3 separate regions of the Mus musculus genome follow, and regions 2 and 3 are each linked to region 1. A link is a contact called in public HiChIP or PLAC-seq data. All regions are on one chromosome and are shown on one strand. The core of a region is the stretch at or near the end of the contact, and the rest is flanking DNA. Distances in the headings are between cores, read along the strand shown. Region 1 has its middle 5.7 kb from the start of Gm32448. Region 2 overlaps Nedd9 (neural precursor cell expressed, developmentally down-regulated gene 9). Region 3 has its middle 10 kb from the start of Gm32401.

Region 1 (4,102 bases), core at 187-2,686:
TGCAATGAAGCAATTGTTTCCTCCTTTGGCTATGCTTGGGCTCTGTCTTGTCTCTTGCTGTGTGCACAGCTGCATTGGTCCAGATTTGCAGTGAGGGTTTCCTCTCTGGTTGGACCGGGCAAGTTGTGCCTGACGAATTTACTTCAAGGTCATTAACTAGAAAAAAGAGGAAGTCCCATTTTTTTTTTCATGAATAACAGCAGGCATGTCTTTCTTTCCTCCCTAACATCAGGTTGATTGGTTTCTTGCTGCACTCTCCACTGTCCTTGGCTTACACGGCCCCTAGAAATATGTGACCAAGGTTCAGAGCCAAAAAAGTGAGACCACAGAGGAGTCTCTGTGTTCAAGAAAAAATAACTAGGAGCTGCCCTGGGAGGTCCCCTTCCTGTTACTGGCTTCATTCTGGTCATACTTCAATGCACACTCCCTCAAGGGTGCAAAGAAGAGAACTGTTCATCCCATATACACACTCGATTGTTTGAACTCCTTTTAGTCCTTTGTAACTGCCTGCTGGCTTTTCCCTTCTCTCCAGGTTCAACCGGTTGCTTCTCTCTGGACCCCGAAATCACTGGCCTGTGCACACTTGAACCTGCTTCCTACAGCAGCAGGGTCTGGGGAATATTGGTCACCAAGCTCCATTTGTTTTTATAGATTATTAGCAGATCTTCAAAGGGACCATGGACTTTGTGCTAGCCTATGGGAAGAAAAACAGTCTATTAAAATGTTGCCTCATTAGCCTGGTTCTTTGAAGGTAAACAGCATAGGACAAGGTATGTTGGATGGCTTGTAATGTTGAGACTTACATAGGTATATGATTATCTACCTCCATATTTTTGTGTACTTAAACCTAACAGAGGTATTTTTGTTTTTTTTATCTGATTTTTTTTTTTTTGAGGTAGTTAGTCCTTAGGCTAACCTCACAATTGCTAGAGAGCTGAGGATTGACTCAAATTTCTGATGCTGGTATTCTAGGTGAGAGCCACTATGCTCAGCACTAACAGATACATTCTTGAAAATTATATGTATACACACACACACACACACACACACACACACACACACACACACAGACACACACGCACCACATACCCATAATTCCAGGAAGATCACCACCTTGATCTACATAGTGAGCTCTAGGCCAGCTGGGACTACATAGTGAAATTTTGTTTCTAAAATGACCAGACAATAATAAGCACATTAAACATTATGATAACTAGCACCAAAAGACTGGTTACTTAAAAATGAAAAACGGGGTTATAAATAAATAGTGCCTCTCTACTTAGCTTTTACCAAAACAAGTCCATACAAAGGGATGGACTTTGCTTACAGCAAGGGCAGTCTGGATCATGACAAATGCCACACACACACACAATGCCTGGGAGGCCAATGCTTGTGACCGTATCTCTGCCTACTCCCTCACGCTGCTCTTTACACTGTCCCACCCTGGGCTGAACTCCGTGCTCCCTTTCCAGCTGGCAGAGTCCCTCCTATTAGTGACTCAGTATGACTTCATCTATTTCAAGGTTTTGAGTCAATATTATCAAGATCCACATTACGCAAGGCATTGTTTACACAACTGGAGGCAGAAATGGACACCCAGTAACTCACAGGGCACTTGTAACTTTGGAGCATCACCTGGTCTGGGCTTGCTCTTTGGGAAGCACTTCTACACACCCAAACAGCCTCCTTTCCACGCGTGCCAGGGTGAGCGAACACGAATCTGAAGTGCTTTGTGTTCTTTTGTGTGTAACTGGGTCTCTCCTCCCTAGAACTTTCCTAGTTGCCCACACAAACAGCCTTTCCCTATGCAGGGTTGCTCTACCCACTTCTAATGGTGCCACTCAGCCAAATGCTACAGTGAGACAACTGTGGGCTCTTTTGTCCGATCATTTTCTTTTTATTATTATTATTTTTTTATTTTTTTATTACGTATTTTCTTCAATTACATTTCCAATGCTATCCCAAAAGTCCCCCCCCCCACTCCCCTACCCACCCATTCCCATATTTTGGCCCTGGCATTCCCCTGTACTGGGTCATATAACGTTTGCCTGACCAATGGGCCTCTCTTTCTAGTGATGGCCGACTAGGTCATCTTTTGATACATATGCAGCTAGAGTCAAGAGCTCTGGGGTACTAGTTAGTTCATAATGTTGTTCCTCCGATAGGGTTGCAGATCTCTTTAGCTCCTTGGGTACTTTCTCTAGCTCCTCCATTGGGGGCCCTGAGATCCATCCAATAGTTGACTGTGAGCATCCACTTCTGTGTTTGCTAGGCCCTGGCCTAGTCTCACAAGGGACAGCTATATCACCGTCCTTGCAACAAAGGCTTGCTAGTGTATGCAATGGTGTCATCGCTTGGAGGCTAATTATGGGATGGATCCCTGGATATCATTTCAGAGCAAAACCAAACTGTGGTATTGAGGCTAACTTCCAAGAGTCCACTCCGCATGAAGTCCAGGAACCAGGTTAGAACTGAGGTTGCTGGTTACTATGAGCGTCAGTGGAACATGTCAAGTTTGCACGTATTCTCATTTCAAAGTTTTACAGGCGTAATAAAGGTGGTTTATTACCACAGATGGGATTTCAGAATGCTGATCTGGCCCCTAATCCACCCAATCCCATGGACAGGGAGTGTCCCTGCATCTGTTCTGAAGGGTCACCCAGGCTATGCCCTTAGATACTTACTCAGACTTGGAAACGATGCCCCAGTCATGAGTCAGACTTGGTCCAAGGTTAATGCGGCAGGGATCACATACTCTGGGTATTTCCAACAGGCAAGGGTAGGACACTATGGGTAAAGCTCACAGAATGTGGTTGTCTACCTGTGCTTCTTGCTCTCCAGGAGGATGAATGCATGGGAGTTTCCCATTTCTCACTCATAAGTTCCTTGATCCATGCCTCAGTCTACTTGCTCCTTGGGCTCACTGTGTTTAAAGAACTGTGCTCCAAGTAGGGTGTGCTGAGCTGAGCAAGGTCCATTGCAGTATAGGGAGACCCACAGCACATCTGTCCAGATGGCAAGACCCGAAACTTCCCAAACATCAAATGCCAGGGAGAATGTGGAGACAACAAAATCTTTGTCCATGGTTGGATGGAAGGAAGCTGGTGTAGCCATTATAAAAAAAAAATGGTATGCAGACGCTTCAGGAAATTGAAAACAGAGCTAGCTTATGATATAGCAATCCTACTACTAGATATCAAATGAACTTAACACATCAAAAGTTATCTGTAGCTTCGTCACTGCTGCGTTGTTTGCAATAGAAAAGATATGGCAATAACATCTGCTGATAAATGAGCTGATAAAGAAGATGTGAAAAGACACACGTACACACAACACATACTCACCCAGACTGTTACTCAGTCTTCAGTATTTACTCAGTAATCTGGGATGATATAGGCAAAACTGGAGAAATTTATACTAAGTCAAATAAGCCAATGACAATAAAACAAATGGCCCCATAATGCCATTGTATATGTAGCACTTAAAAATGCTGAGTAAGTAGAGCTTGTAAGTGAGGAGGGGGTGTGTCTCCAGGGACACAAAGCTATAGACAAGATGAACAAGTTCTAGGACTCTCTTTTGTACATCATGATGGCTATGGTTAACAGTAAAGGATTATATTCCTAAAAATCACCGAGAGAGTAGAGGTTAAGAGTCCTATGGACAAAAAGATCAGTGTGCTAGTTGAGGGCAATGGATACTTTAGTTAACTTGATTGAACTATTCTTCGATGTTATTTCAAAGCATCATATGTTATACCATGAATATATAGTACATATTCCTTTCTCAGTGGGGGGAATAGGTGAGACAATTGGCAGGAAGCTTGCTTAGCAGCCAACATCAGCAGCTGGGACAGATGTGACGAGGGAGTCTCAGGCATACAAGAACAGGTGTTATTATGACAAGTTGATGGTTTGCTTGTATTTGTGTTCATCTATAATGAACTAGGAGCTGAGACATTCTTTGGAGTCACGCAAGATTGCTCAAAACTAAGCTTTGTTTTTCCTTGTCTATCGACGTAGTGACCCATGGGGAAGGTGCTGGTTTGGCTGAGATACCACATTGAAGGAAGTGGGAACTGGAGGGTAGAAGTACAAACCTT
Region 2 (4,186 bases), core at 637-3,136, 68 kb before region 1:
CAGGGAGCCACAAAACTGTGGTAGGAGGCAGACTAACTGAAGCCTTGCTCTGTCCACAGGGCTCCTGGTCTCCTTGCTTCACAGAGGGTGCACGTGTGATCCCTATCCGCATTCTGCAGGCAGCTAATTCTGGCTGTCGGTTAATATGGATCCGGGGTGCAGGAGGGTGGGTGGAAGCTGGAGTTTCCAGGAGAGCAGAAAGGGAAGGCAGAAGGCAGAATTCATGCTGTAATTTTTTTTTTTAAGTAATTCATTGGGACACAGTGGTGTATGGGATGAAATGTCTGAAGTCCACACTGTAACAACTCGGGCGAGTTCTGAACTATGGAAAGTCCCGATCACAGTCAGACTGGAACACATCCAAGCCGGCCATTGTCTCTCTTTAGTGATTCTCTAAGTATGGTCCTGGGCCAACTTCTGATGAACTAAGCAAAGAGTGGTAGGCTCCTGGGCCTCCTCTCTTAGACCCACGAAAGGAAGGGCTGTGAGGTGGACCTGGGAACCCACAGCTGACTTGATGTCCCTCCCTTTCTGGGTGACTAGCTCATTCAATTCTTCAAGCTCAGAACAAGTTACCACTGAGTCCTCATTTTCCTTAGACAGCTTTTAGAAACCATAGCTAGAGCTACTGGGGACACTCATCCAGGCCTTAGTTTGTCACTGTTTACAGACAGGAAGTTAGAAGAGAAAATGAGTTAGTTATTTAGCAAGCCGGCAAAACTTCTAAGATAAGAAACAATAACTACTGACAAAACCCACATCTGTTCTCTTGGCCACTGAGATTGGGGTCTGACTTAAGTCATTAGGATTCCTGTCCACTGGGAGTTACTATACTACAGCAAGGGATTTGGTGGTCAAATTAAATTTTTAAAAAAATTTTTAAATTTATTTTTATATATGAATACACTGTTGCTATCTTCAGAAGAGGGCATCACATCTCGGTGCAGACAGTTGTGAGCCACCATGTGACTGCTGGGAATTGAACTCAGGACCTCTGGAAGAGCAATCTGTGCTCTTAACCACTGAGCCATCTCTTCAGCCCCAGTGGCCAAATTCTTAAAGCAGTTATTACTGCCTGGGAGGTTACAGTCATGTAAGAGGTGACCCTTGCCACCACCTCCATCAGGAAAGAAAATTTAACAAGAAAGAAAGGAGGGAGAGAGGAGAGGGGAAGAGAGAGAGAGGAGGAAATGGAGAAAATCAGGAAGGGAAGTGGGAAGGAGAGGGAGGAAAGTGGGTGAACAAGAAGGAGAGGAGGGTATGGGGAAGCGAGGGGATAAAAGGAAGGAGAGATGAGGAGAGGAAGGGAGAGGAGGAGTGGACAAAGGAGAAGGAAGAAGAGCGGTGAACGAGGGAGGGAAAGAAAAGGAAGAAGGGACTGGAAGCAGGAAACCTGAACTCTCAATGGCGCGAAGACTCACTCACAGGGTTTGTTACAGAGGACCCTGGTGCATGGCAGGGAAGGGCTAGGGTCACCTTCCCTGTCCTTTCTAGCTTTAGTCCGTACTAGGCAGCCCCTGCCAGCTGTGCAAGCTTCAGGTGATGGGAGTGTCTTGTTTGGTCTGCACTGCATAAGGGCTGGCAGGGCTTGTTAAAGGTTGGCTTATTACTTCAGGGCTGGCCTGCCCTTTGCTAAACACAGAAGGCTCTGAGGTGCAGAAGTCACAGAAGGAAACAGTATGCGGAGGGACCCGAGCCACCTGAGGGCCTCAGCCCCTGACATCAGTGGAGACCAGGAGAGAGCCAAGGGGAAGAACGCCATCAGCTATAACACAAGCAAGGGGGGAACGAGGGGTCTGAAGCATCAGGCTTCCCAGACATGGAACTGAAAAGGTTGAGTCAAAGGAAAACATGTCACCTTCCTGCCAAAATAAACTATGACAAGAGTAAGGTCCCTCTACCTTTCAGCCAAGCACTTCCCGTACTGGCCTCCTCTGTCTGCCTCGAACCAGCTCAGACGAGGGAGAACTATTTTTAAGTTGCTCAAGCCACCGAGACTAAGAATGAGAGTTACTTATTTATAGTTACACCTTCCAACTGTTCTTTTCCTCTCTGGGGGACAGAGGCCAGGCTTGGCACTCCCTCAGGAGCTGAAATCACTGGGGCGAGAAGGGCTTTGCAAGGTCACATGCTCTGTCGATGGCCTGTAGCCAGGATCCCTGTCCTGGGGAGTGAACTTAAGTGGGAAAGCCCTTCACCACTTCTCAGAGAATTTCTCCTATCAGACAGAACTTGGATTGTGTGCCCTTGAGATGTGTTTTTGTTAAAAACACACATATGTATAATAGATGATTAGAAAATGAATTCATTGTTGAGGAATTCAAGAATAAATCTTTCTTCCCCTGGCCCCTTGGGAAAATAAATAGAGGTTCCAAGGACTGGAGAGATGGCTCATTGGTAAGAGACTTCTTACAGAAGCCACACAGGTGGCTTACCACTGTCCTTAACTCCAGTTCCGGGGAACCCAACTCCCTCTTCTGGCTTCCTTGGGTACCAGGCATATATGCGGTGCACATACATATACACAGGCAATACACTCATAAACATAAAACAAAAATGATAACTCTTTTAAAAAAGACGTACTTAGAAAAAAGTATCATGCTAGCAAATACTATTTGACACAACATAGATTTGTAAATTCATCTATATTTTGTGTCCATAGAGTCTCAAGCTCTTTCTGGTGTCCAACTTTACCCTTACTCTTATAATCTGGATAATCTGGAGATATTTTCTCATTGTATAAAATTAGTCTATTCTTACTAGCAAGCCTTGAAGGAACCATTGGGACTTTCTGACAAATGAAAGAGGAAAGCCTTCCCTTTTAATGGGCACAAAAACCCATCATTGTTGGCTTAGCCATTGCCCTGTAAGTAAGTGTCAAGATTCTCTTCCTGGCACACACACACACACACACACACACACACACACACACACCTTACCTGGTATTGTACTGTTCCCTCACTGCATCGTAACTGCTCTGAGAGCTCTATTTAGTCTTTAGTTTACCACTGTATCACACAAGTATCAAAACTACAAAAGATGCTCAATATTCACCGATTAAGGAATGCATTTCTACTCAACTCAAATTGTTCTGGGTTGAGACTCTAACATGTGGTACTCCCTAGTCCTGTGGTGCTCCCTAGTCCTGTGGTGCTCCCTAGCCATGTGGTTTGGGGATGGTCTGAGTATTCCACACCCCCTGCTAATGGCAGGTCTGAGGTGATCGGGAGAGTGCCTACCAAAAGAGGTGATGACAGCTGGCCTTTGCCACAACTGATCTAATGCCAGAGGCAGGCTCTGGGACTATCAAAACTGAGAGATTAAGCAATAAATATTGTCTCTTTATGAAGGTAGCTGTCTCAAGGATTCAGTAATGGTGATAAAAAGCTGATGAATACATCATATGTTTCTTTCTTTTTTTTTTTTAAACTTGGCATTTTCCTAAGTATCTAAACTCTGCTGTGTCTACTTGGACATTACTACAAGAAATGAATCAATTCTAAACCTACTAGTATCTGTGTATTTTGAATAAATCAATCTTTAAGCCCAAAGCTCTAAGAACAAGCTGGTAGATAGGATGTATTTTCAACCTTTTAATTTCCTCTACTTTCCTTTGATTCTTTGCCCAGCCAGATGACTGATTCATGACTTAGCTTTTGGCCCAGGGAGAAGGATCCACAGTAATGACGGGGGCTACACTACTCAAGGAAGAGGTCGATAAGACTACAAACCATTTACACACAGGATCCAGGTCTAGCAGACTCATCACCTGACTGAAGAGACACGATTGTATGCTCAAACTGGATCCAGAATGAAATACCACTTAGACTGGCTGTTAGTCAATGGTATGTAGGCACATGGTCATTCAACGAAGTTGTGTTGCTGGTATGATAACGCATGCCTGTAATCCCAGCACTCGGGAGTCTGAGGTAAAAGGATCTCAAGTTCAAACACAGCCTGGGATATACACAGTGAGACTCTGTCTCATAATAAAAATTGCTGTTGACGGATTAATGGAAATTTGATGTAATAAAGATGTCTGGGGTAAGCCATTTAGTATGTTTGCTTTGGGGCAATTTCTAAGTATTTTTTTGGGGGGTTGCCTCTATTATTCTAACTACAATGAGTGGCATAAAAGAAAGAACAACATTCTAGTTCATCACTTACCTTTTTGCTTAGAAGGGGT
Region 3 (3,980 bases), core at 722-3,221, 73 kb after region 1:
TGATTAATAAAGAGATACCCTGTTTCCATGGAGGAAAACCAAATGACCTCAGCCTCCCAAGGACTTATCCTTGCTTTTTTTCCCCCCCAAAGGGAAACTAGTTCTGTTGCAGGTCTTTATGTGAGGGCCCATATTGAGTTGATGATAATGATGACACTGTAGTGAGAGATGGGCTTTTGATAACCCAGGCTGTCTGAGGGGTAGGCAGCTGGGATGAGTAAAGACAGATGCCTTCAGCTCTGTCTGCTCCTTGAAATTCTCTCTTCTAGAAAACAGATCTCATTCACGCTGTAAATCACGACTTTGAATGGAAAGTCCAGGAGCTTTGAGATACAGTGATTAACAGTAGTGGGGTCAAATCCATCGCTGCTAGTCCAGTTCTGATAAAGTAAATTTGAGGAAATCTATGGATGATGGGTACTTGAGGAGACACCTTCACCATGCCGAGTGACAAAAAGGGAGGGGCAAATGATGTAGGATTTAGGAAGAAAAGCCAGCAGTCTCCAAGGGATACTTCACACATAGGGAAGCTTTCCACGCCTGTTAATTCTTGTAGCCAATACAGGGGGAAAAGGTGGAATATCAGCCATGGAAGACCTCCCTGACTGAAAATAAAAGGGAGTTAGTCTAAAGAAAACCAGTGTCTTCACACTGAAGATATAAATGATGCCCAGACCCTGATAAAAGTAGTACCTTGTCATTGGCTGAACTCTTCCTTAGCCAGAAGCCCTGGGTTCTAGTCACACCTACATCATTTGATCAGCTGCCCAAAGTGTTACCTAAATGGCCTCTCACTGCAGTCTCCTTGGTCACATTATCATCAAAGAGAAGAATACAATCAACAATCTCTAGGTCCACTGTGAAAATTCAATACAGCGATGGGGGTTAATGAGCTGAACATATGCTAATTTAATTAATTAGTATATAATATATAATAAATAATACTACAATAATTAGTATATTAATGTTGGCAGCTATTATTTTTGTTTTCTTGTCTTGAGACAGAGTCTCACTCTTGTTTTGCATAGCCTAGAATTCAGTATGTAGCCCAGGCTAGACCTGAACTTGCAGAAGCCCTCCTAAGTCAGATTTGAAAATACTGGACAGGAGCCACCATGCCATGCTAAATCAATGTTTTGGCTAAATTAATGCTGTGTATTAGAGCCAGGATTAACCAGAACATTTAAGAATAAAACAGAAACCAAGTTTTCACTCTACTGAACATTAAGAAGAAAGTATTACCCCAAGAGCCAAACTTAATAAAGCTAAATTATAGGCAGAATGGGCATTGCAATAAATTCCATGAATGATCAATCGAAAATATAGACCTTTTCCTTTCTGTGATCACTAATTCTTTCTCCTGGGACTGTCTGGTTAAGTTGCACACACTGGTCTAAACAGGCCATGGGCATTAATTAAGATTTAGGTCAAGGTCTCTGACACAAGCAGTCATCTATTTTCTGAGACAAAGGAAGCCCAATACTTCCCTGCGGCTGGAGAAGAATGGCATTCCTTTCCATTGTAATCACACGGCATCAAGGAAATGTTGGAAATCTAGGCGGGGCAGTGTGGGGCGCCTGTGAAAGTGATTATAAGGTTGAACTTTTGAAATAGACAGCCAGGCCAAATATGGTTTAACAATTTTTACTGTTGGAAAGCATCTCAGAGAAAGACAATTTGACTGATCTCCTCACTGAAGGAGTCCACCAGGCAGGCCTGCCATATTCAGAGATTCCCCCACCAATGACTGGCATTCAAACCTTCTGATCTTTCTTCATAAGTGCTACATTGCCCTTAGATTTAGAGTAAGCTACAATTAGCAAGTCGCTGTGCTTTCTCTCAGAGGGTTTCCCATGGAAATTCTTACGATGATCCAGTCTGAGTTTTAGCTCTCCCCAGGAGGCCAGACTCTCAGCTCCATCTATGGCAATGTGTTTTGAAGTGTGTATGATACCCACTGACCAAATGACTCACTAGAATTCTGTAATGTAGCTACTAGTTCTTTTGGCATCATCTGCATATGAGCCCCACAGAGAGGTGGGAGGTTCGGATCTCTGTCATGATTCTCAGTAGTTCAGGAAGATCTTCAGCTTGGCTTCTCCAAGGGCTTTTCCCAGGTGAGGTCAGAGGCAGTAGCTGCTGACTCTTGGGGGTGAATTCCCTAGGATTTTGGTGAGTGAGACAGGCAAGGCGTTAGCCAAGGGGAAGCCATGAGAGTAATGGCTTCATGGGCAGCCTGGCACTAAGCCCTTCCTCTGGTCCTTAGTGAATGTTTGCACTTTGAGAGGGAGAGACAGATGGGGATGGAGGTGAGCCAGAAGCGTACATTTATATTTGAGAAGGACAAAGTAATGAAGACCTGTCGGATTTATAGATAATAAACATAATTGAGTAACACTTTTTATTCTCGTCATTCTTCGTTAGCACACAAGAGTTGTCCGTGTTGAGGGTTGATCAGATGACTCAGTTGGCAAAAGCACTTAGCACCGTGGTGCCTGATGAACTGAGTTCAAGCCCCAAACCTCAAATAGTAAAAAGAGAAAACTGACACCCAAAGGTTATTCTCTGACTTCCACACACATGTTATGGCATGTATACACGTGCACATGAGGGAACAGACACACTTGATGGACACAATATTTTTAAGGAGCTGTGAATGTTGAAAGTCTACGAGGCCAAATCTTTCTCTTTATTCATGAACCACACAGCAGACACTACAACCTGGGGGCATGCCAACACCACAGTCAATGAGCCCAGAAGGTTTCTAACTAGAATCCATTTGAAAAAGTCGATGCTGGTGGTCATCATGTTTGTGTTGGGCTCACAAGGGCTCAGAACACTGCAGGGACCCGGGATGTGCTTGGTGACCAGTGGCTGATCCACAAGTTGGTCTATATGAGAGTGAAATGGCTTTGAGAGCCCCTCCTCTCAGCAGCTTCAGACACCACTTGTTTTTGTTTACTGAGGCTGAGTTGAACTAAATGTTCTCTCTCCCTCTCCCCCTCCCCCTCCCCTCCCCTCCCTCTCCCTTCCCCCTCCCCCCCACACACACAAACACACAATACTTGCATCTCTTTCACGTATCCCTGGTTGACCTGAAACTTACTATATAACCGAGAATGACTTTGAATTTCTGACCCTCCTGCTTCTGCCTCCTGAGTGCGAGGATTGCAGGCTCGTATCACCATGCTTGGTTTATACGCTTCTGGGCAATTGAATCTCGCAGGGGGTGGGGGTGGGGGGTCTTGAGAATGGTAGGTTAGCACTCTACTAACTAAGCCACACTCTCAACCTAGCTCCTTTTCTTTTATTAAGTTCCATTGCCAGGTCTTCGCTTACTCCCACAAGGTAATGCGAAACCAGCATCTTCATGTCTCGGATCTAGTTGGAGGTGCTTTTTGTGTGCTTGTATATTAACTCATATTTAAAACTACCCAGTGAGGTGGACTTGTCATCCTCTGCAGGCGAGAGACCGACTTGCTCCAGGGAGCACGACAGCGGTGTGGCAGAGGTGCAATGTGAACCTGGGATGCTGCTGGCTTCCTTAACCACACCAGCAGTTACTCCAGCTCTCGTGGTTCTGTCCATCTTCTGAGCCCCAGCCATCACATCTCAATGTACACTGCTGCCAATTGCTTCGTGACTGTTCCCATTCTGCTAAGAAAGGGGCCGTCTCGGGCAGAAGGCACGCTGTTGCTTCTCATGAAGGTTAGAAAATGTGTTCACTTCCTGTGCTATTTTGGCAATTACTGGTTACCGAATGAACAAGAGAAGCGAACAATAAAGATCTGAGACCTACTATAAAGTTTTAACAGTTCTTAACATGGGTGGGGGTTTGAATAGGAATGGTCCCTATAGGCTTATGTATTTGAATATTTGGTCCCCTGTTGATGGTTGTCTGGGTAGGTATGGCCTTGTAGGAACTGTTTCACTGGGGGTAGGGTTTGAGGTTTCAAAAGTCCATGTCAGGTCTCCTTCCC

What was found. HiChIP or PLAC-seq counts read pairs in DNA pulled down with a chosen protein or histone mark.
Region 2: a contact with region 1 is called in an H3K4me3 HiChIP or PLAC-seq map of intestinal villus epithelium, with 12 read pairs. The contact joins two enhancer-like sites. A contact is called at or near these places in 1 of 15 datasets of contacts at CTCF or cohesin (large pre-B cells), 11 of 484 Hi-C or Micro-C datasets (CD4 T cells, CD8 T cells, Sertoli cells and 8 more) and 4 of 115 datasets of contacts at active chromatin or transcription factors (embryonic stem cells, intestinal villus epithelium, pancreatic cancer cells and 1 more).
Region 3: an H3K27ac HiChIP or PLAC-seq map of embryonic fibroblasts shows a contact between it and region 1, with 21 read pairs. The contact joins two enhancer-like sites. A contact is called at or near these places in 4 of 39 promoter capture datasets (the C10 cell line, liver, neural stem cells and 1 more), 2 of 15 datasets of contacts at CTCF or cohesin (CD8 T cells and pro-B cells), 6 of 484 Hi-C or Micro-C datasets (B cells, the C2C12 cell line, the F1.1 cell line and 3 more), 6 of 115 datasets of contacts at active chromatin or transcription factors (CD8 T cells, cardiomyocytes, embryonic fibroblasts and 3 more) and 3 of 9 other capture datasets (adipose tissue, embryonic stem cells and liver).

What each region holds. Positions count from the first base shown.
Region 1 is chr13:41,402,530-41,406,631 of GRCm38.p6, forward strand. It overlaps a transcript of Nedd9 not described here. Among named protein-coding and RNA genes, the nearest start is that of Gm32448, 5.7 kb to the right of the region's middle. Within about 2 kb of position 1,437, at least 123 of the 459 cell types and tissues checked have an H3K27ac peak or open chromatin away from gene starts, as enhancers often do. A contact at or near this core is called in the C2C12 cell line, Sertoli cells, adipose tissue and 4 more, where this site is marked.
Region 2 is chr13:41,334,410-41,338,595 of GRCm38.p6, forward strand. Nedd9 (neural precursor cell expressed, developmentally down-regulated gene 9) reads right to left here. Exons shown (of 7, transcript NM_017464.5): 2 at 4,168-4,186. Among named protein-coding and RNA genes, the nearest start is that of Nedd9, 22 kb to the right of the region's middle. Within about 2 kb of position 1,887, at least 71 of the 459 cell types and tissues checked have an H3K27ac peak or open chromatin away from gene starts, as enhancers often do. A contact at or near this core is called in Sertoli cells, intestinal villus epithelium, liver and 1 more, where this site is marked.
Region 3 is chr13:41,474,895-41,478,874 of GRCm38.p6, forward strand. It overlaps a transcript of Nedd9 not described here. Among named protein-coding and RNA genes, the nearest start is that of Gm32401, 10 kb to the right of the region's middle. Within about 2 kb of position 1,972, at least 29 of the 459 cell types and tissues checked have an H3K27ac peak or open chromatin away from gene starts, as enhancers often do. A contact at or near this core is called in the C2C12 cell line, adipose tissue and embryonic fibroblasts, where this site is marked.